Regions from separate parts of the Pan troglodytes genome. Here region 2 is linked to region 1. The links are chromatin contacts, called in public Hi-C maps. All regions are on one chromosome and are shown on one strand. Each heading gives the region's core, a stretch centred on a gene start, on an enhancer-like site or on the middle of the called end of the contact. The rest is flanking DNA. Distances are from core to core; before and after follow the strand shown. Region 1 has its middle 150 kb from the start of CXHXorf49B. Region 2 overlaps NHSL2 (NHS like 2).

Region 1 (4,688 bases), core at 52-2,551:
AATCAGTGGGACCCCAGCAAAAAACTGAGCCCCTGCCATGCAGAGGCTCCTGGTCCAACGTCTACATTCCATCTGGCAGTCATCTGTGGCTTCCACCTTTCTTTTCCAATAGGACTCAGTTCATTTATCTCCACCAGAGACCTCTGCCATCTACCTCAGAGGTCAGAGACCTTTATGAAGAGAGGTGCCAGGGCCTGACTCCAGTCCTTCTGGAAGGGGTGGGGATGGGGTGGGGTCTGCAATGAAGAGGGGCTGGCCCAGGCAATTCTTTCCCAAGTTAGCTGGAAGCTTGCACTCAGAAATCAGCCAGCAGTCATCTTCTGCCTCCATCGGAAACTTTCTGGCCACACTGCTCCTTCTCTCCCCAGCTTTCTGGAGGAACCGATTGGCCCTGGTACCTGGCATGCCCCAGCTGTAGTCAGCATTTCCAGCCTACTCAGTCCCCTTGCTTTCAGCAGAAGTCCCACAGTCTCAGGGGCACTGCATTTCCACAGACAGAGGATTCCCCGTGTAAAGTGCTGGGATCCAAAACAGTAAAGGACAAGGGCTCGCGTAGCCCCCCTACCCTCTCACACGTCCCGCGTGCTCAGTGAGGGCACCACTGAAACCTGGTGTTTCTCAGGCATGGCTGATTCCTAAAGTGAATGCGCTTCAGGAAACTGATGATAGTTTCTTTAAATGATTCTCTCCAGCAAATAACAGCCAGACCCTAGCGGTAGTGGGTAGGGGGTCAGCAAAGCCCCGGACATTCTCCCCTCCCCCCTCCCGGCCACTCCCCAGCACAGCGGCCCAAAACGTGCGGAGAGAAGCAAGCGGGAGGACGCTCAGACACTCCTGTGAGTGGGAGCCGCGTCCACGCTCCAGCGGGAAGTTGCACAGGTTTAAAGCCTGTAGGCACCACCGCCGGCTCCTGCCGCCGCGTAGGTTGCGGTCGGCTGCGGCGCGCTTTCTGAAGTGGCCGAGCTCCTAGACAGGAGCAAAGAAGCCAGCGGCTCGGCCATTTAGCTCCCGACGCGGCGATGAGGACGGCGCCGAGGGCCTGGGGCTAGGTGGGCGGGTAGGGGGAGTATCGCCCAAGCCGTCCTGGACCCAGCGCGTCCCCAGCCAAAACCCCAGGAGGCGGCCACCAACCCCAGGGTCGGGAGTCCCAAGGGCACGGGGCCACTCCGGACGGCGCGACCGGGTCCAAGAGCAGGAAGTTCCAGCGGTAGGGCGACGGTGGGGCGGAGGCGGGGGTCGGGGAAATGGGATCCCCTCACTCCCCGAATGGAGGGGAGGGGAGGGGCGGAGAGAGGCGGGGAGAGGGTGGGCACAGCGCTAAGCGCCGACCGGCGCCCCTAGAGGCGGGGTAGACGCGGGGCCGCGAGCCACCGGGGCGCCGTTTTTACCTAGCTCTTCCTCGTCCTCCTCCGGGCCAAGCAGGCGGCAGGGAAGGCGGCGGCGGAGGCGCACGGTGCGCCGGTACAGGCTGTCTGTGCGGCGCCCCAGGGCCAGCAGGTGCCCCTCGAGGTCCTCGAGCAGAGCCAACGAGTGGCCACAGAGGTCGGCGAGCTGCCGGAGCAGGCTGAGCGCTGCCAGGTGGCTCACGTCGCGGAGCTCCGCCAGCTGCTGCGGCGGGTTGCGCGGGCACAGGCGCTGGGGTACCACCGTGCGCCTGTAGAACGGCATCCCGGCCGCGGGCGCGGGCGCAGGGGACCAGCCTGGCGGCGCGGCGGGCTCACCCCGAGCAGCGCCCCTGGCCCGAGCGCCCCTGAGCGGCGGCCCCAGCTCCGGGTGTAGCAGGCCCCTGGGCGCGGGCCGGAGAGCGTGCGGGCGCCAAAGACAACGGGCGGGTAGGCGGGCTGACGGGTTCCTCGCCTAGAGCGCCGGCTCCCCCGGGGCTGCACACTCGCCGGAGCCACCAGTCCCTCTGACTCTGCTTCGCCGGGCTCCTCCTCCTCCTCCCCCCTCCTCCTCCTCTCTTTTCTCCTCCTCCTCCTCCTAGCTCTGCTACTTCGGGATCCCCCCACCCACCTTTTTTTTTTTTCTTCTTTTGCGGTCAGAGATTCGCAGATTAACGCTTGATCCGGGAGAGGGAGAAAGGGAAGTAGGAGTAAAAAGAGCGAGCTGGAGCGTGAAAGAAGGAATGTCTGCGTGAGGGTGGACGTAAGGTACGGTGTAGAATGTGTGCCCCGGTCCTCCTGAGGAGCTCCACTCCCAGTTCTGATGGTTAAAGTTATTTTTTGCTTTTTTTTTTAACTTAAACTTTTTCTTCATAATTAAAAAAAAAAAAAAATTCAAGCACACCCGCGCCCACACCAGCGGGTAACCAGCGAAGACCGACCGAATAGTTTGACTTTATTGATCTAGATTTCCTTTCCCAAACGTACTCGGTGCCACGCACGGGCTAGACTAGGCTGTGAATACAACCTTCTAGCACCCAGGAGCTTGGAAATAAGGACCAAAGAACCAAATATCTTATTCGACTGTTCAAGAAGACAATGTCTCTAGGGAGTCCCACAGTGCCTGGACATTGTAAAGCCATTGGAGTGGATGAATAGAAACAAACCCATTTTCTGGAACAATAGACTTAATTCAGATAGAGGGACGCCACTCCATAGTTTATGCAAAAAGAGAGCCCAGGGACGCCTCCTTCTGGTAGGGTCCGCCAGCTGGGATAGGCTCTATCCCTGGCCAGACTGGGCTGCTGGGATGCTCTCCGAAGAGGGTTACAGGAGCCGAGATGTGCTTTCAGTGCGGGCAACCCTGTGGTCACGGCCTGATTTCTCTCCATTCCAGAAGGCAGAAAAGAGGGGGCACATTATTGTCCTCAGAAAACCAGAGTACGTGAGCATATGTCCTCGTGCACTTAGGACCTTTCCACTCAGAACGCTTATTTTCAACACACTGAGCTCCCATCTGACTCTCCTCTAACCCACTTCTTTGACTTTGGTGTACTTCGGTTTCTTCCTTCTCTTCATTCTCTTCTCATTTTTCCTCTTACAAATGTTCACATCCTTATAATCCTTTATAATCCATTAGCAAAACACTTTTTTTTTTAAGAGACAAGATCTACCGCTGTCACCCTGGCTGGAGTGCAGTGGTGTGGTCACAGCTCACTGCAGCCTTGAATTCACTCTGGGCTCAGGGGATCCTCCGGTCTCAGCCTCCTGAGTAGCTAGGGCTATAGGCACGTGCCACCACTCCTGCTAATTTAGTTTTTATTTTTTGAAGAGACGGAATCTCCCTATGTTGCCCAGGCTGGCCTTAAACTCCTTGGCCCCAAGCAATCCTCCTGCCTCAGCCTCCCAAAGCACTGGGATTACAGGCATGAGCCACCACACTGGCCAGTAAAACACTTTGAACAGAATACCTGCATCTACATTAATGATTCTGAGCGTGGCCTGTTTTCATGCATTCCTTCAGATAATTAATTGTCCCTGAAGCAGTTCAAGAAGGTTCTACAACTAGTATATTTCAAAATTGCTAATAGATTCTAAATGTTCACACCACAGAAAAATGGTAAATATGTGAGGTAATGGATATGTTAACTAGTTTGATTTAATCATTCCACAATGTATTAATATATATACATCAAACCACATCGTGCCCCATAAATACATATAATTGTTTGTCAATTAAAAATAAAGTAAAAGCGTAATCCGATTTCCCTTTTCAGCATATAGTTGTTTCTTGTTTAGTAAATTAGAACATGGATATTAGAAAAGTTGGGTTCTGATTAAAATAAGAATCAACAAATGGGCAAAAGACTTGTACCCTTTCTGAAATGTAAAATCCAGTTGCAGAATAAAAACCCCAAATTCTCTATTTGGCAAACTCAAACCTGAGCCAAGAGAGCAACTGGGAGGAAGCAGGGACTTGGCTGGACTCTCCAGGGATACTTTTCCTTGACCTATGCGCTGTTTAGACTGATCTCTGCTCTGGAGAAGAAGAAATGAGGTACGAGCAGATTGAAGGAGACTGTGTGGTCAGAGCTTCACTGTCTGAGCACAGCAGGCCTGGACTGGGCCTGGTCGCTGAGCCTCCCTCACTACTCTGATTCCTGATGCTGATGAATCTTTCAGAGATCTATAATAACAAGCCCAATTCCAAGCACACCAGCTTTGGCCCTACCCCCTTTCCCCCAGCCTAGTCTGCTCTCACTCCAGCCTCATCAATGAGATGGCCCTGGCTTTCGTCAAGGAAACATCAAGTATTTGCAATGGAGTCACTTCACAGCAGAGTCCCTCCTCCCTTGCCAGGACTAGAGTGGGTCTGCATGTATGATGGAAGAAGCCAAAGGAATATAAGTTGTCACCTTGCTTCTTATCCAGTCTCTTCCCAACAGGAAAGGTGAGACCTCGAATAAGGGGCTGCCTTGGGTTCAAGAGGTGAGCAGAGATGCAGAAAGCCTCAGAGGAAGGAGCGTAGGGAGCCAGGCTCTGGTATGTGGAGGGAAAGTTAGAGTTCTTGAAATACCGTGCTCCAGCCAAGCTGGCTGGGCAGGAAAGCAGCTAGGGTAAAGTGTCCTCTCCTGTGCTCCCACATCACCCTCTAGCACAGTATCTGGCACAGTGTACTGGAGGGTGATATGAACATCCTTGTTTAATAGTAATACTAATATTCCTTTGTAATAATATTGTCTCCCCCACATGATTGTTAGCTGCATGGCAGCAGGAATCACTTCTGTCTTGTTCACTGCTGTATGC
Region 2 (4,696 bases), core at 492-2,991, 210 kb before region 1:
GGGGATTTCTTATGACATCACAAGTAGTGATAGGTGAGCCCAGATTGTGTTATGGCCAGAGAAGGTGGAAAAAAAGACAAACAGAGTCAGCCTTGCCCCAACCCTAAAGCAGGAAGCACTGTGGGAATGGGGAAAAGAACCCTGGATTCCAGTCCAGCCTTGCCGCTGACTCTATATGGGCTCTGGCATGAGTCTCATCCCCTCTCGGGCCATGGCTTCTTGATCTGTCTAGTCACTGTTGAGTCCCTGGGGCCCAGCACACTACTTGGTACACAGTAGAATCTCAATCCTAGTTTGGTACATAAATGAAGAAGTGAGTGAATAAATGGGCCACTGGATGGAGACCTAGAGGCAGCCTGCTAAGGGCATCTGCAGGTGGTACAAAGCTTGGAGGACTAGAAGATGTCCTCTAAAAGGGAATGAGGGGCCAAAAAACTCTCCCTAACCTGGAAGGATGCACTGAAATGACCTTTACTAGGGGCTCATCTGAGATCCTGCAGTCAGGTTCAGAAAAGCAACTGCAGAAGCCTAAGTGGGGGAGATGTGGCTTAGAAGAAGCTTGTGAAAATGAAAATCTGAGGATGTGAATTGACAGGAGATCGGTCAGAATCACAGACTGACCTGGCTGTCAGATGCGCCAATGCTTTCCTGGGCTGCTGCAATAGCAATGTGGAATCCTTGAGATGGGCAGGGCCCACCTGGGGCCCTGGCTGCCCTGTGGAAGGGGACAAAGTTGCACCTCACAGAAGCCCTTTGGCTTGCCAGGAGTAAGAAAACATCAGAATAAAAGGAAGGAAGGAAGGAAGGAAGACAGTAGAAGGGTGACAAGGATGGCGAGGGTCCTAAAAACCCTTTCCTGGGCTGAGCGATGGAGGAAGGCAAGGAAAATCTTGCTGCCTGTGAAACAGCTGTGACTTCCCCACGTTCATTCTGTAAGTGAGGAAACCAATCAGGCAAGTGGCTTGAGGTCACTTGCCCTGTTTGCCGAGTTTGACTGTGAACCCCAGCAGTTTGACATCCAAAGCCCATGCTCTTAACCTCTACTCCCCACCTGCACCCACGCCGTTGGAAACAAAATCTCCAGGAATGTCTACATCTAGAAAGCTCCCTAGGCAATTCTAACATCCAACACAGCCCAGCCTAGAGCAGCATAGAGCTTTGGGAACTAACTAGCCCGTGTGACATTTAATGGCCAGTTTGGTTCTGAGCCTTCCCCTAGAGCTCCCTGGAGCAAGAACCGACCCACAGATCCAGTTCTAGCACAAAGTAAGTGATCAAGAAACATAGCATGCGTGACGATCCCTCAGCAGGTACCATGGTCTGATGTGAGCTTGCCCCTCCTGGATACCTGCCTCAGATAGCAGGTGACACCCATTTGAGAGAGATGTGCCACAAGGTAGGTGCAGAATTCTGCCCCCGAGAAACCAGGTCCATAGGAGCCAAAGCCTGTGCCCTTGACCGCCAGAAGTGGCTCCTGAGGGTGGGGGTGGACTCTTCCAGGGGATAAGGACAGGCATTAATCAGGCAAGAGACCACCCCCTTAATGGGAGGTGGGGAGTGGGCTCCACCTCCGGCCAGCACTTCCTGTATCCTGCCCAGACTAGGGAAAGCTCGGCAGGCCACTTCTCCCCAGGGACTCCAAAGACAGAAACACAAATACCAGGGCTCTCGGTTGCCCTGGTAACAGCGGGACCTACTTGGAAGAAAACAGTTTCTTAAAGGCTTAGGAGGGTGGATATTTCCTTTGACAGAGAGCAGGCTCTGACCTGCTCCCTGTGTCCCCTCTCCCCTTCCTGCCTGCCACACATGGGGTAGAGCGGGGCCCCTCGCCTCAGCAACTCTCCTGATGGGGGGTGGGGGTGGTGTGTTTGTGTGGGAAAGTAGGGCCCAGGCTTTTTATTCTGCTCTTGCAGTGGGCTGTTCAGGTGAGAAAGAGGCTAAAAGGGAAGATGTCAGCAGGTGAACTCATGGCGAAGGTCCCACGGCCTGGGGAAGCCTTGCCTTGTAGGATCTCCTCACATGACCAAGCTAGAGAAGGGCGGGTGCCTCCAGCGACTGTGGTCTCCTTCACCTCTTGCATCATACAGATGAGGCCTGTTGGCTATGAGGCTTGCCAGAAAGAGTGTCCCCAAATTGATAACCTCTCCACCCACAGTTCAGCCCTTCCTCCTCTCTCACCTGAGCTACTGAAGCAGGCTCTAGTCTCTACCTGTTCTAATAGGTCCACCTTCAACATGCCTGGGGGTGGGGGCCGTGGGCCTTTGAATTCACACACCTGGCCTTGCTTCTCCTCTACAAAACCCCTCAATGGCTCTCCTTCCTCGTGGGAAGACTTGTAGACCTGCTTTTGGCATTTTCTTCCCTATCTGCTCATTAATTATCTATGCCATCTCATCTGCCTATGCTATCCTTCTTTCCTCTTCTACTTAGCCCAAATTTCAGACATCTTGAATTACTTCCTGCTTTTCTGTACATACGAGGCCCTTGCATGCCTCTGGGCCTTTGCACACTCCATTCCCTTTCCCTTAAAAATTCATGAACATTCCTGGCCTCACTCCAACTGGCAATGTTCTCCTCAGTTCCAAGACCACTTCCTCCGCGAAACTGCCTCCACTCCCCAGACAAGCCCCTGCCCTTCTGAGTTCCCCTCAGGCCCTCTAACCCCGACCCCACTGGCCTGTGAGGCTTGAGATCTACTTGGGAGCAGAGGCTGGTCCATGACTCCAAAGTGAATTTGTTACTGCAAGACTATGGTTCAGTGGGAGAACATGGACTTGTCCTCTTTGCAGATGAAGGCTGCATTGGCAATGGCCTTTGGAAAGAGGACTGGCCCCCTGAGACCTGACTGATTACTGATGGTATGCACGTGGAGCTAGGAGCCCCCCAGATAAGGTTGGAGGTGTGGACAGTAGGGAAAGCAGGGGAGACAAAGCAGGAGCTTGCAGAGTTGCTCCTTCCCAGCGAGCACCCTGTTGATGGCTTCCATTTCTCTGAGAGCCATCACCTCCTCTCAGTAGTGTGCTAAAGAGTGACCTCCACTGGGCTTGAGAGTCACATAGACCTGGCTTTGAACCCTGGCTCTGCCACTCCCTTGCTGTGTTCCCTTGACTTAGTCATTTCACTTTTCTAAGCCCCAGTTTCCTTTTTCTGAAAATTGAGATAATAATAGCATATATTAATGAGATGATTGATATAAACCAGCAATAACAACAAAAATAGCTAATAGTGCTTACCGTGTATTGGGCATTAAGTGGTTTACATTTCTTAACCCATTGAATCATCACAACCCTATAAGGTAGGTAGTGTTATTGTTCTGCCTTTTGCAGATTAAGAAACTAGGCACAGAAAGTTTCTCCTGACCAGTGTCACAGCACTAACATGCAAGTGCTTTTGACCCCTCCAGTAAGATAGGCAAAGTTCTGTGGATCAGAAGTGAGGACCATGGAGCAGGAGAGTTCCAAGATCCAGGGCAGGGTCTTGGTCTTTTTTTAGGTAATGGACGCTTTTGGCAGTTTGGTGAAACCTCCGGACCCCTTCTCAGAATAATGTTTTCAGGTGCATAAAATAAAATACATAGAATCACAAAGGCAAACAATCATACCGAAATGGTTAGAAAAATATTTTTTAAATTTTGTGATCTAGTTGTGTTACTACTTTCATAATGCGCTAAATCACAAGATTTAGTGGCAATTCTATAGATTAGAAATGTTGAAGTGGTGATGAACACAAATGATTTTTTGAGATACTTACAACAACAGTAATGTGATATGAAAATATTTGTGATTTCTGTTGGTGATAAACTCACAGATACCGCTAACACTACTGCGGTTTGTCACTTACATTCCTAATTTGAGAAAATGCTAAATTGTTGTTTGAGGTTCATGGAGAAAAGATCAACTAATCTTCCCATCCAAGTTTGTAGACCCTCTAAATTCTCTCCACACACCCCTTGGAGGTCCATGGAGCTCAAGTTAAGAAGCCCTGCCCTAGGGTGTCAGAGAAAAGACAATGGCAGTGCTGTCAGCTACGGGGACAAGCTGGGGGCTGGCAGAAAGACAAGTGTGTGGTTTCTTTTTCAAGAACTGTTTACAGAAATTGTGAAGTCTGGCAGCTCCCTCTTCCTCTTGGTCCTGAGTCAGCAGCCCAGGGTGGGGCTGAGGCGGTCACACTTGGTTTGAGTTTCAGGCTCACCACATACTCATCCCAAAGAGTTGATTTGTTGCCATTTCCTTACCATGGAAATGTTGGTGGGCTTTGCTCCATTTTAAAATGGGGACCTGCTTGCACACACAGATTTTTCATTAGTCTGGAAATAATCTTTAAGTGGACATGTGGCTCTAAGACATCTTCAGAACTAATGAATGTTTCCACACTAGCACCCTAGCCAGGCTTAGGGCTTGCAGAGGGAAGGGGAAAGATGACCAACTGGGCCAGGGACCCCAAAACACTAGCCAGAATTAGCACTTGCCCAAAATCCCCAATTCTTTTTCCTGACTTCCTGACTTTACCGTCTGTCAGCTGAGTCCCTGCCAAATAGAGAAGCACAGTCCTGGGTGCCGTGACCAAGGAGACATATGGCCCAAACAGCAGTAGGCCTCTGCTTTTCTAACTTGCCTCTGTTCCCATTCAAGACTCAAAGCGAGTGGCACTCACGAAGAGCAGGCCCCAGGCGTATCCACAATGCCTTGCGTGGGGG

Evidence for each region. A called contact is a pair of places that touch in the nucleus more often than the background predicts.
Region 2: a Hi-C map of stem cell-derived neural progenitor cells shows a contact between it and region 1, with 5 times the contacts expected there. The contact joins two enhancer-like sites. A contact is called at or near these places in 2 of 7 Hi-C or Micro-C datasets (induced pluripotent stem cells and stem cell-derived neural progenitor cells).

What each region holds. Positions count from the first base shown.
Region 1 is chrX:69,709,179-69,713,866 of NHGRI_mPanTro3-v2.0_pri, reverse strand. No RefSeq gene overlaps it. Among named protein-coding and RNA genes, the nearest start is that of CXHXorf49B, 150 kb to the right of the region's middle. Within about 2 kb of position 1,301, at least 6 of the 24 cell types and tissues checked have an H3K27ac peak or open chromatin away from gene starts, as enhancers often do. A contact at or near this core is called in induced pluripotent stem cells and stem cell-derived neural progenitor cells, where this site is marked.
Region 2 is chrX:69,921,921-69,926,616 of NHGRI_mPanTro3-v2.0_pri, reverse strand. All of the region lies in intron 1 of NHSL2 (NHS like 2), which reads right to left. Among named protein-coding and RNA genes, the nearest start is that of RTL5, 8.7 kb to the left of the region's middle. Within about 2 kb of position 1,741, at least 7 of the 24 cell types and tissues checked have an H3K27ac peak or open chromatin away from gene starts, as enhancers often do. A contact at or near this core is called in induced pluripotent stem cells and stem cell-derived neural progenitor cells, where this site is marked.